2 separate regions of the Rattus norvegicus genome follow, and region 2 is linked to region 1. A link is a contact called in public Hi-C data. All regions are on one chromosome and are shown on one strand. Each heading gives the region's core, a stretch centred on a gene start, on an enhancer-like site or on the middle of the called end of the contact. The rest is flanking DNA. Distances are from core to core; before and after follow the strand shown. Region 1 overlaps Dhx30 (DExH-box helicase 30). Region 2 holds the start of Rps23-ps11 (ribosomal protein S23, pseudogene 11).

What was found. A called contact is a pair of places that touch in the nucleus more often than the background predicts.
Region 2: a Hi-C map of the A7r5 cell line shows a contact between it and region 1, with 6 times the contacts expected there. The contact joins the promoter of Rps23-ps11 here to the enhancer-like site in region 1. A contact is called at or near these places in 7 of 12 Hi-C or Micro-C datasets (the A7r5 cell line, the Rat2 cell line, Schwann cells and 4 more) and 1 of 1 datasets of contacts at active chromatin or transcription factors (oligodendrocytes).

The regions. Positions count from the first base shown.
Region 1 is chr8:118,955,693-118,961,273 of GRCr8, reverse strand. Dhx30 (DExH-box helicase 30) reads left to right here. Exons shown (of 22, transcript NM_001013249.1): 5 at 4,288-4,418; 6 at 5,244-5,354. Among named protein-coding and RNA genes, the nearest start is that of Dhx30, 17 kb to the left of the region's middle. Within about 2 kb of position 2,228, at least 27 of the 93 cell types and tissues checked have an H3K27ac peak or open chromatin away from gene starts, as enhancers often do. A contact at or near this core is called in the A7r5 cell line and Schwann cells, where this site is marked.
Region 2 is chr8:119,141,492-119,146,749 of GRCr8, reverse strand. Rps23-ps11 (ribosomal protein S23, pseudogene 11) reads left to right here and starts at 2,516. Exons shown (of 1, transcript XM_039082879.2): 1 at 2,516-3,030. The coding sequence starts at 2,548. The coding sequence ends at 2,979.

The DNA of each region.
Region 1 (5,581 bases), core at 979-3,478:
TCTTCATTCTTTTGAAAAAAAATTATAGTCTTTGAGGACCAATTTTGAAGCTGGTTAGACTTCTGGCAAAGTAATGAGCCACACTGCCAAATGCAAAGTCCTTAGGGAAGCATATTATCATGCTCTGCCATATATATATATAATGACAAGGTTTCTCTGTGCACTTCTGGCTGTCCTCGCTCTATACATCAGGCTGACATCAGAGTTAGAGGTATTTGGCCACTGTCCAGCTTATTTATCTATTATTAAATTAATTTTATGTGTATGGATGTTTTGCCTTCATATATGTCTGTCTACCATGTGCATAGTGGCTCATGTAGGTGGGGGGTGGTGGTGGTGGTATATGTCTTTGATCCTGGAACTTGGATGGTAAAGGCAGGTGGATTTCTGTGAGTTTGAGGCCAGCATGGTATACAGAGTGAGTTCTAGGACAGCCAGGGCTATGTGTGTCTCAAAATAAAGGAAAAGAAGTAGAACCTCATGCTGGCCTCAACTTTTTACTTTGTATTGCCAGAGATGGCCTTGAACTTCAGTCCTCCTGACTCCACTTCCCCATGTGGGGTTCAGAGACATACTCCACTATACAGTGCTTATGGTCAAATCCTGTGAACATAATTATGGAGTCTGGGCAAGCACTATGAACTAAACTCCATCCCCAGAGCAGTTTTTTGTATGTGTTCTTGTTTGATTTTTTTTTCTTTTTTCTTTTTTTTTTTCGAAGCTGGAGACTGAACCCAGTGCCTTGCGCTTGCTAGGCAGGCGCTCTACCACTGAGCTAAATCCCCAACCCCTTGTTTGATTTTTTTTTTTTTTTTTTTTTTTGTTGCATTGTATAACCCACATCAGCCTGGAGCTTCCCGTGGAGACCAGGCTGGACTTGAACGTGTAGCAGGCCTACCTCTGCATGTGAGTGCGGGTTTCAGCAGGGCCCACCACTCGTCTGGTTTTCCTATGGACCTTGGCAGTCCTGCTACTCAATCTCACAGCACACAGAGATCCACCTCCCTCTGCCTACCTAGGGCCGGGTTTAAAGGTTTGACCACCACAACCAGCTTAGTAATGTACTTTATTTATTTGATTTTTGATTTTTTGAAACAGGGTTTCTCTGTGTAGTCCTGGCTGTCCTCCAACTCACTTTATAGACCAGGCTGGCATCAAACTCAGATGCCTCTGCCTTAAAAGTGTTAGAATTAAATGTATAAACACCATGCCTAGCAGTGATTGTTTTAATGAGCTCTCCAGAGGATTATTCAAGTCATGGCTTGAATGAAACAAATTTCTTCTTCCCCACTTACCCAACTGCAACCCCCCCCCAGCAAAGTTTTCTCCCAACGTCCTGCGACTTTGATGCCCACTCTCCACATAGCCACTGCTTTCAGATCTAATTTCATTCCCAGCCCTCCAAGTCCTCAAAAGCCTTAAGAGACAGAAGAGGAATAAAATCCAGGCATATTAGTTTGGAAGTGGCATTGCAGTCTTCACACAAGTGAGGAACAGCAGAACTGCACTCTTAACTGTGGAGTCAGCTCAGTTCTTGGCACAGTGCCCAAGTGCTTTCTCCCTTGACTCCATTCTAGGAGATAAAATCAGTTGATATTTGAGAGGTCTTCCCTGTTCTAGAGTCTTCAGGATTACCTATAGGAAGGAGATGGGTGCCCTGCTTACACTGTATCTACATCCAAGCCAGGCGTTATGAAGCAGCCTGTAAGGAGTTTACCATGTGTAGGACCTGGAGGGAACTTGGCTCGGTTCCTTGAGTGGACGTTGAGCAAATGCCTAGCGCTATTTTCTAAGATTATCCTGTTCCCTCTCTTGGTTGAGATCCAGATGCCTAGTCTGGTTTGCATTTCCAGGCGAGGAGGCTCAGGCTGTGGGATGCATCTAGCTGCATCCTAGCTTCCTTGCTCTCAGGTCGGCACCGAGTCCCCCTGGCCAGCAGAGGGCGTACGGTACTGCTACCGGTTGCTGAGCCCTCGAAGGTACTGTCGCGGTCTAGGGCCGCGGGGACTGGTGGGATCGCGATGGCGGCTGCCAGGCGGCTCATGGCGCTGGCTGCCGGCGTCTCTCCGCGCCTCCGGCCGCCGGATCCCCGCGCTGCCGGGCGACAAGGATGCTCGCGCGGCTTCTCATCAAGCTTTGTCCGCCCCGATGGCACTCAGGAAGCTGCCGAGGTCGAATCAGAGGTGGCCCCTAGCGAACCTGGGGAGGGTGACGGAAGCATGGTGAACGGTGAGGACAGTGAAGCTGAGATTTGGCTGCGACGTCCTTGACTAGGGAAGAAAAGCAAGGGGTGCCGTACAGTGTCCGGCCTCGCAGGTCAAGGCTTTATTTTTGAAAGTAGTTTAAATGCTTTACATCTGTGAGTCTGCCTTGCTGTTAAAAAGCCTGGTATGTCTTAGGTCCACCCAGAACCCAGCACTTCTGCATGTGGATGGATCGGGGGAATCCCTTAAATATCCTATTTCTGCCTGATTGAGTGGCATTGAGTGTTAGCTCTGACTTCACAGTTGGACTTAGCCCCAAATACACCTGGAGTTTCAGAAGATCAAATAGAGACACAATGTCTTCTTTGGTAGTCGGTGGTTTTATTGTTCTTGACTAGTGCAGAGAATAGAACTGGTGAGAATATGGCCATTAAGATAGGCGGAGTGAGCTAACCTTTACCCATCCTGAAGATCTGGAGGTGTGGTGTCTGCATATCTGTCTTAAAGTAGGGCTGCAAGATGCTTTCAACCGTCTTGATGCCGTTTAGTAACTTCTTGATTTTTACATGCTTTATAAGACAGCAGTTAGGAGAGTAGTCCAGGCTGGACCCTCCTATTGTTCTAGTTGACACCGAAGTCTGCCCCAGGTAAATATCCCAAACTAGATAGCCAGGTTATGTCAGAAGTTTTGGAGGAATGTTCCAAAACGCAGCAGTGGTGAGATGGCTCAGCTGGTAAAAGTGTTTGCAAGTCTGGTGGATAAGCCTGAGCGAGTTCCAACCCCTGATTGCAGTGGAGGGAGAGAACAGGTTTGCCAGGGCTATCCCTGACCTCACATACATGTGTACACACAGTAATAAGATTATTTTTGAAACAGGGTCTCACCCTATAGCCCGGCTGGCCTGAAACTCACAGTTCCCTTGTCTTTGTCTTCCATGTGATGGGATTAAACGTTTTCAGCACTGACCTAGCAAGAAATGAATTTTTAAAAAAACATAAACTTGCCCGAACATTGCTGGAATTCTCAGGTATCCATTGAAGAATACTCTATCCACTTCTGTGTGAAAACTTCCCTAATGATTATGATGAATCAAGTACATGATAACCTATGGAGCAATTAGTCTGTGGAGTGATAGAAGTTGAATGTAGTGCAGACACTGAAGGTGTTGAATGAGAAGACCTCAGAAGCCTTTCCTGAAAGATTTCTGACTGCATGTGAACGGCACTTTCTTTTGTTTTGAGCTGGGCTATGCTGCCTCCTTGTGGTCCAACTAAGCCTGTATCTGGCAGGAGCTGCTGCTAGATGAGGTTGCTCAAGCATGTTCGTTTTGAGGTTAATGCAGAGAGTAAGTAGAAGGAAAGAGATGACCTACTGGTATCTGATGACCCTTCCCCTATGTCAGGGAGGCAGGAGGGTTGGCTCATGCCTTGTCTTGGCTGTGAGCCTTCCTATGAGCTTTAGAGAGGACTTGTGCAGAGTGCTAGGATTAGTTGAGAGTGGAGGCATGATCTTCAGAGTCTGGGCCGCATCCTGATCTGCAAGGGGCCTGTCCTTCACTGTGTGAATTGCTTTAGGAAGGTCCTGGGCATGCGTAGAACATATTTTTGGGTTGCGTTTTTTGTTTGTTTGTTTGTTTTTTGGTTGGTTGGTTGGATTTTTTTGTTGTTGTTTTTGAGACAGGCTTTCTCTATATAGTCTTGGCTGTCCTGGAACTCACTCTATAGACCAGGCTGGCTGTGAGCACAGAGATCTACCTGCCTCTGTCTTCTGAGATGTGTATCACCACCACTCTGCAGTTTATTTGTTTTTTGAGTACCCTCTTTTAGACATCAGACTCACGCAGTTTATTGACCAAACCAGCCCTTTTCCGAGGACTCCTAACTCCATTGACTGCTTTGGGGTCCTGAGCCACATCTTCAGCCCAGAGCAACTTTGATTGATGCGCTCAAGCGAGCGAGCTCGAGCTCTGTCTCTGTCTCTCTGTCTCTCTGTCTCTCTGTCTCTCTCTCTCTCTCTCTCTCCCCTACCTTACGGAGTTTCAAAAGAAAAAGAATTGTAATTATTTCATTCTTATTTTCTTAGCTTCTAGGGACCTATTAAAAGAGTTTCCACAGCCTAAAAACCTTCTCAACAGCGTGATTGGAAGAGCTCTTGGCATCTCACATGCAAAAGACAAGCTAGTCTATGTGCACACGAATGGACCGAAGAAAAAGGTAACTCTATTGATGGCTAAGTGAAACACTGGTTTGACTCAGAGGAAACTGGCTACTCTTCCCTTTTGGAGTTTTTTTTTTTTTTTTTTTTCCTAAGTGGCCAAAAATTCTGGTTTTGTTTGTTTGCTTTTGTTCTTCTAGACAGGGTTTCTTTATCCCCAGTGTCCTGGAATTCATTTTGGAGACCAGCCTGGCCTTGAACTCAGATCTGCTTGCCTTTACCTTTCAAGTGCTGAGATCAAAGGGATGTGGCACTGCTCATTTGCTTTTGTGGAGATAGGGTTTTGTGTAGACTGGGTTGGCTTAGAACTTCTGTAACCGGATCTGGCCTTGGATTGCTGGTTTTCCTGCCTCCACTTCCCAGATACTGAAGGTATTCTATACACACGAAAGAGGCACGGATGTGTGCCACTGTGAACTCAGAAGAGACGCTCACAATGCTTTGTGGTTTTGGCCCCTTGTCTAACAAAGGATGCGTGAGAGAAGTGAAGGTGATGACTCCTGCTCCAAGTGTCGTAGAGCCTAGATCCCACAGAGGCGTGCGGGAGCACATTCTGCGTGAAGGTTCCTTTTGTTGGTTGTTTGCTTGGGGACAGGGTTTCTCTGTTTAGCCCTAGCTGTCCAGGAAATTACTGTGTAGACCAGGCTGGCCTTGAGTCTGCCTCCAGAGTGCTGGGATTAAAGCCCGTGCCTTCACACCCAGCTTGTTTATTTTTGATACAGGGTCTTAAAACCCCACCTGCCTGGAACTCACTGTGTGACGTGGTCTTCTGGGTCTCGGGTGTGGGCACCGTCCCACTTCTTATTTGCTTTTCACTTTCCCAGAAAGTCACACTGCACATAAAGTGGCCCAAGAGCGTGGAGGTGGAAGGCTATGGCAGCAAGAAGATCGATGCCGAGCGGCAGGCGGCGGCGGCAGCCTGCCAACTCTTCAAGGTGGGGCTCCTCTGTTGAAGGCCTGGGGCCCGGGAGGCTTACCCCTGGCTCTCTCTTGCAGTAGTTCTGGTCCTAGGGATATCATATGGTGCTGGTACAGTGTTCAGGCACTCAGCTGAGCTGAGCTCTTCCCACGTCTAGGGGTGTGCGTGTGTGTGCGTGTGTGATTACATACAGCTATGTCATCCTAGGGGTGCGTGTGTGTGCGTGTGTGTGCGTGTGTGATT
Region 2 (5,258 bases), core at 1,267-3,766, 190 kb before region 1:
TAGAGGACAGAAGGCAGCTTACAGGAGTCAGTTCTGTCCTTTTACCATGAGGGTCCTTAGGGCTCTGACTCAGGTCATCGGGCTTGGCAGCAGTCACCTTTATCCACTGAGCCATCTTGCCAGTTGACGGAGTTTCTAACAGGATCTTAGGCTTGCCAATTAGGGTGGGCTGGCTGTAAAGAATTCCATTGATCCGTCTGTCTCTACTTTCCCAGCACTGGGATCGCATGAATGCTGGGGATCGAACTCAGGACCCTTATGTCTGCAAAGCAAGCAAGCCCTTTACTGACTAAGCTGTCTCTCCAGCCCTGGAATGGTTTCTCTACCTGGTTTGTCACGTCTGGGCGACCAGCAGTTGTGCTGATTGCCTGAAATGAGGTACTGTTTGTCGCAGCCTGGGGGCTCATGGCACGCATGCTGACAAAAGAGGCAGAACACATAGTCGCTGCTGAGATGACAAAAGGGTCTGAGTTAAGTGTGGATAGAAAACAAGAGCAGGGCTTTGGGTGTCCTGCTGCTGAGGAGCTGGGAGAAATGGAATGGGTGTGTAGTTCTAACGGCCTTGAAGCCAACAGCATGATTTACCTTGCATTAGAGGTGGTGGAACCGCCTGAAGTGGAAGGCACTGAATCCTGTCCAGAAGTGAAGGTGAAATATTCAGAAAACGACAGGATCCTGAGAAGCTTGCGGAAGGCCGAAAGTGGTGCTCATTAGCAGCCAGCGGAGGTCAGGGAGGAAAGGCCCCTGTGGGCCAGTGAGTTTGGGACCTGAGAGTAAGCCCACCAGCCCACTTCGGTTCCCAGGGAAGGTGGGAGGCAGGGAGTCTTCGCTGAGAGAAAAGAGCCTTGCCTGTGTCTTGTCTGTAAGTCAAGAGGGTTGGTCTGTAATGTGTCCGTTAGCGCTGGGGTGCTGCCCTGCAGGTTCTGGTGAAAATGGAGATTTAAGTGCCCTCATCTGACTCCTCGACACCACGCACGGACAAAGCAGATCTTCCGTCTGGGCTGCCCTTTGGGGCTTTATGGGGCCAAAAGAAAGAGGAGTCATTATGTACAGTTTCAACTGCCACCTGGGTCCCTGGGAAGAAAGGGTGGCTTTGTGTAGACAGGGAAGTCAGGCTTGAGATGAGAGCTTGAGAAAGAAGGCTATGAATGGGCTTTTCGGAAGCAGGAGCTTGTGGCCACTGGCCCAAGCGCAGTGGAGGCAGGAGGGGCGGCAGCTGACAGATCATTTCGAAGAACAGTGCTATCTAACATCAGATGCTTCTCAAGCCCTCTGCGCTGTGAGCCTGCCATCACTCTAAGCCCTGAAATTAAGCATGCCATCTGGAGAGAGAGGCCTCTTACCAGGAGTTCGGACGTTTGCAGGCAGAAGCTGAAGGCTTGGGCCATCTTGATAACACTTCCTAGGGGCTTTTCCTTCTGACTCCTGTAATACTTCCGTCAGAACATTTTCGTGGTCTATTGACTTTTTTTCCTTCTCAAAGTCTAGGTGTTATTAAGCTGTGTCCAGATATCACTTGGCCATAGCAGCCTCCCAGGCTTGGGAAATAGGTTCCGGGGAGCCCCGCCTACTTCTGCACTGTTGTCTCACCCAGGGCTTTCTGGGCTGACATGGCGGAAGACCAGAAAAGTTCTTGAAACCTGAGCTACAAGAGTTGTGTTTCCTATAGCCTCAAAGCGTTTCTACAAAGTATGGAGCTATAGAATACAAATTCTATTTCCAGGGTCATGATTGCCACCTGGTAATTCAACATCATATACTACCCACTCCACTACCCATACTTTAAATTAAAAAACAATTCATTTATGTATTCAGTGTTCTGCCTAGGGCCAGAAGAGGGCACCAGATCTCATTATAGATGGTTATGAGCCATTATGTGTTTCTGGGAATTGAATAAGGACCTCGGGAAGAACAGTCAGTGCTTTTAACCTCTGAGCCATCCCTCCAGCCGCCCCATTCCTCTTACTTGTGTGCATAATTACTCCCCATTCAACCTCAGGGCAATTAGAGAACTTGGTTTTGGGGTGTAGCTCAGTTGGTAGACTTCTAGGTTAGCATGCAAGACTTCCTGGTTCAATCCTTAGCACACCATAAAAACTGAACTTAGCCCTGGACACATGTACTCCCAGCATGTGAGTGGTGAAGCCAGGAAGATCTTTTAGCATTGTAGTGAGTTAGAGGCCAGGTTATGCTAGATGAAGTCCTGTCCGAAGAAATAAAGACGTCTATTCTGTTGAATTGGTCCTAAGGCAGTGGTTCTCAATCTTCCTAATGCTGTGACCCTTACTTAATACAGTGCCTCATGTTGTGGTGACCCTCATCTATAATATTATTGTTACTACTTCGTAACTGTAATTTTGCTACTATTAGGAATCATAACGTCAATATCTAATATTCAGTATTTCTGATATGTGGCCCCCGAAGGAATGAAGACTCAAGACTCATGGGTTGGGAGCTACTGACCTTAGGGTCATAGAGCAAATAAAATATTATTAATTGTGGAAAGTCTACTTAAGCTCTTTCTCTCCGGCCCGTGGCGCCAGCAAGATGGGTAAGTGTCGTGGTCTCTGTACTGCCCGGAAGCTCCGCAGTCACCGACGGGACCAAAAGTGGCATGATAAACAGTACAAGAAAGCCCACTTGGGCACAGCCCTGAAGGCCAATCTGTTTGGGGGTGCCTCTCACGCAAAGGGAATTGTGCTGGAAAAAGTAGGGGTTGAAGCCAAACAGCCAAATTCTGCCATCCGGAAGTGTGTCAGGGTGCAGCTCAGTAAGTACGGCAAGAAGATCACAGCGTTCGTGCCCAATGACGGTTGCTTGAACTTCATTGAGGAAAATGATAAAGTTCTGGTTGTTGGATTTGGTCGCAAAGGCCATGCCGTGGGTGATATTCCTGGAGTCCGCTTTAAGGTGGTTAAAGTAGCCAATGTGTCTCTTTTGGCTCTGTACAAAGGCAAGAAGGAAAGACCAAGATCATAAAATTTTGACAATGGAAACAGAATAATAAATTTTCATATCCAGAAAAAAAAAGTCTACTTAGATTTACTAAAACAAGCAAATCGATCAAAGTTGTGGCTAGTTCGTCATTTAGTTTTTTTTTTTTTTTTTTTTTTTTTTTGGTTCTTTTTTTCGGAGCTGGGGATCGAACCCAGGGCCTTGCGCTTCCTAGGTAAGCGCTCTACCACTGAGCTAAATCCCCAGCCCCTAGTTTTGATGCTGGTAGATTTTGTTTTGTTTTGCTTTTTTGAGTCAGGGTCTCACTGTGCCACCCTGGCTGGCCTAGAACTTGCTAGGTAGACCAGTCCAGCTTTGAACTCACAGAGATCAGCCTACCTCTGCCTCCAGAGTGCTGGGGTTAAGTTGTGCACCTTCATGCCCAGCACAGTGTGTTTATTGAGACAAGATCTTACATAGACCAGGAATGGCCTCAAGTTCACTGTGTAGCCGAGGGCGGCCTTTAAAGTCTCTCTTAGTTTCATACTTTAATTTGGCTGGAATATTTGTTTATGGGATGGCTGTGAGTGTGTTCCATCCAAGGGTGTGCATGCGGAAGAGAGAGGGCAGCTTCCGGGGATTGGCTCTCCCCGTTGTTTGAAGGTCAGTGGCGAGCGTGGGTGCCTTTCGCCTTTGGCTTGAAACAGAGTCTCTCACTGGCCCAGAATTTCACCAGGTCAGTCAGACTAGCTGGCCAGTGAACCCCAGGAGCCACCTACCTGGCCATCACTGAGATTACAAAATATGTTCCGCCATGCCTGGCTTCTTGTACAGGTTCTGAGACGTCCCTCCAAACTGGTGTGGCCAAGAACACAGGGCTTAGCCTGGTACAGTGCCATCCCCCTTTAATCCCCAAATTTCAGACATAGGGGCTGGCAGATCTCTGTGAGTTAAGGGTTGGCCTGGTCTACACAGTGAGTTCCAGTCCAGCCAGGGCTACATAGAGAGGGGCCCTGTCCCAACAAACAAACAAAAACAAAATCGAATCAGGGAATTTTGTCCTCATAACTGCCATCCAAAACACTGTCTTCCAGGGACCTCCAAGTTAAGTGCTCTTACTGGCTGAGCCACCTTTTCTTTTTTCTTTTTTTTTTTTTTTTTTTGGTTCTTTTTTTTCAGAGCTGGGGACCGAACCCAGGGCCTTGCGCTTCCTAGGCAAGCGCTGTACCACTGAGCTAAATCCCCAACCCCGCCACCTTTTCTTAAAAATTAATTACTTAATTAATGTATATGAGTACGCTGTCACTGTCTTCAGACACACCAGAAGAGGGCATCAGATCCCATTACAGATGGTTGTGAAAAAAAAAAAAAACCAAAACAGAAAAGAGGGGTTGGGGATTTGGCTCAGTGGTAGAGTGCTTGCCTAGTAAGCAAAAGGCCCTGGGTTCGGTTTTCAGCTCCGGAAAAAAAAAAAAAAAAAAAAAAAAACACAGATGGTTGTGAGCCACCATGTGGTTGCTGGGAATTGAACTCAGGACCTCTAGAAAGGAGTCAGTGCTTTAACCACTGAGCTATCTCTCCAGCCCTGGCTGAGCCATCCTTTCAATCTCAAGAAAGATTTTAACATAGATTAAGAACGAGTGTAAGGGGTTGGGGATTTAGCTCAGTGGTAGAGCACTTGTGGTAGTGCATCCTTTAACCCCAGGAGGCAGAGGCAGCCTGGGGATCTCTTTGAGTTCAAGGACAGCTGGGCCTACAAAGCAAGTTCTAGGATATCCAGAGCTGTACAGAGAAACCCTGTCTCGAAAGAAAGAAAGAAAGAAAGAAAGAAAGAAAGAAAGAAAGAAAGAAAGAAAGAAAGGAAGGAAGGAAGGAAGAAAGAAAGGAAGAAAGAAAGGAAGGAAGAAAGGAAGAAAGAAGACAAAAAACCCCAAAAAGAATGTTATAGATGAATTTAAGAATAAAATACTTATAAAAGTCTTTGAAATAAAGGCATTTTCTAGATATAATCTAGATATAAAAACAGAGTATTTGTGTCAGCAGGTCATAGAACAATCCACGTCTTTATCTCACAACTTCACATTGGCACCTCATTGAGAGATTATGAGTAGACACACATGAGACACACACATATACACACACACACACAAAGATACACGCACGCGCACACACACACTTTTCATTAATGGAGACAGAGTCAGGGCTTCACACATACTAGGCTAATGCCCTATAGTTGAGCTGCTGAGGTATTCCTACCCCTTCTTTTAACTTTTTATTTTGGAAGAGAGTTTCAACAAGTTGTCCAGGTAGATCTTGAACAAGTA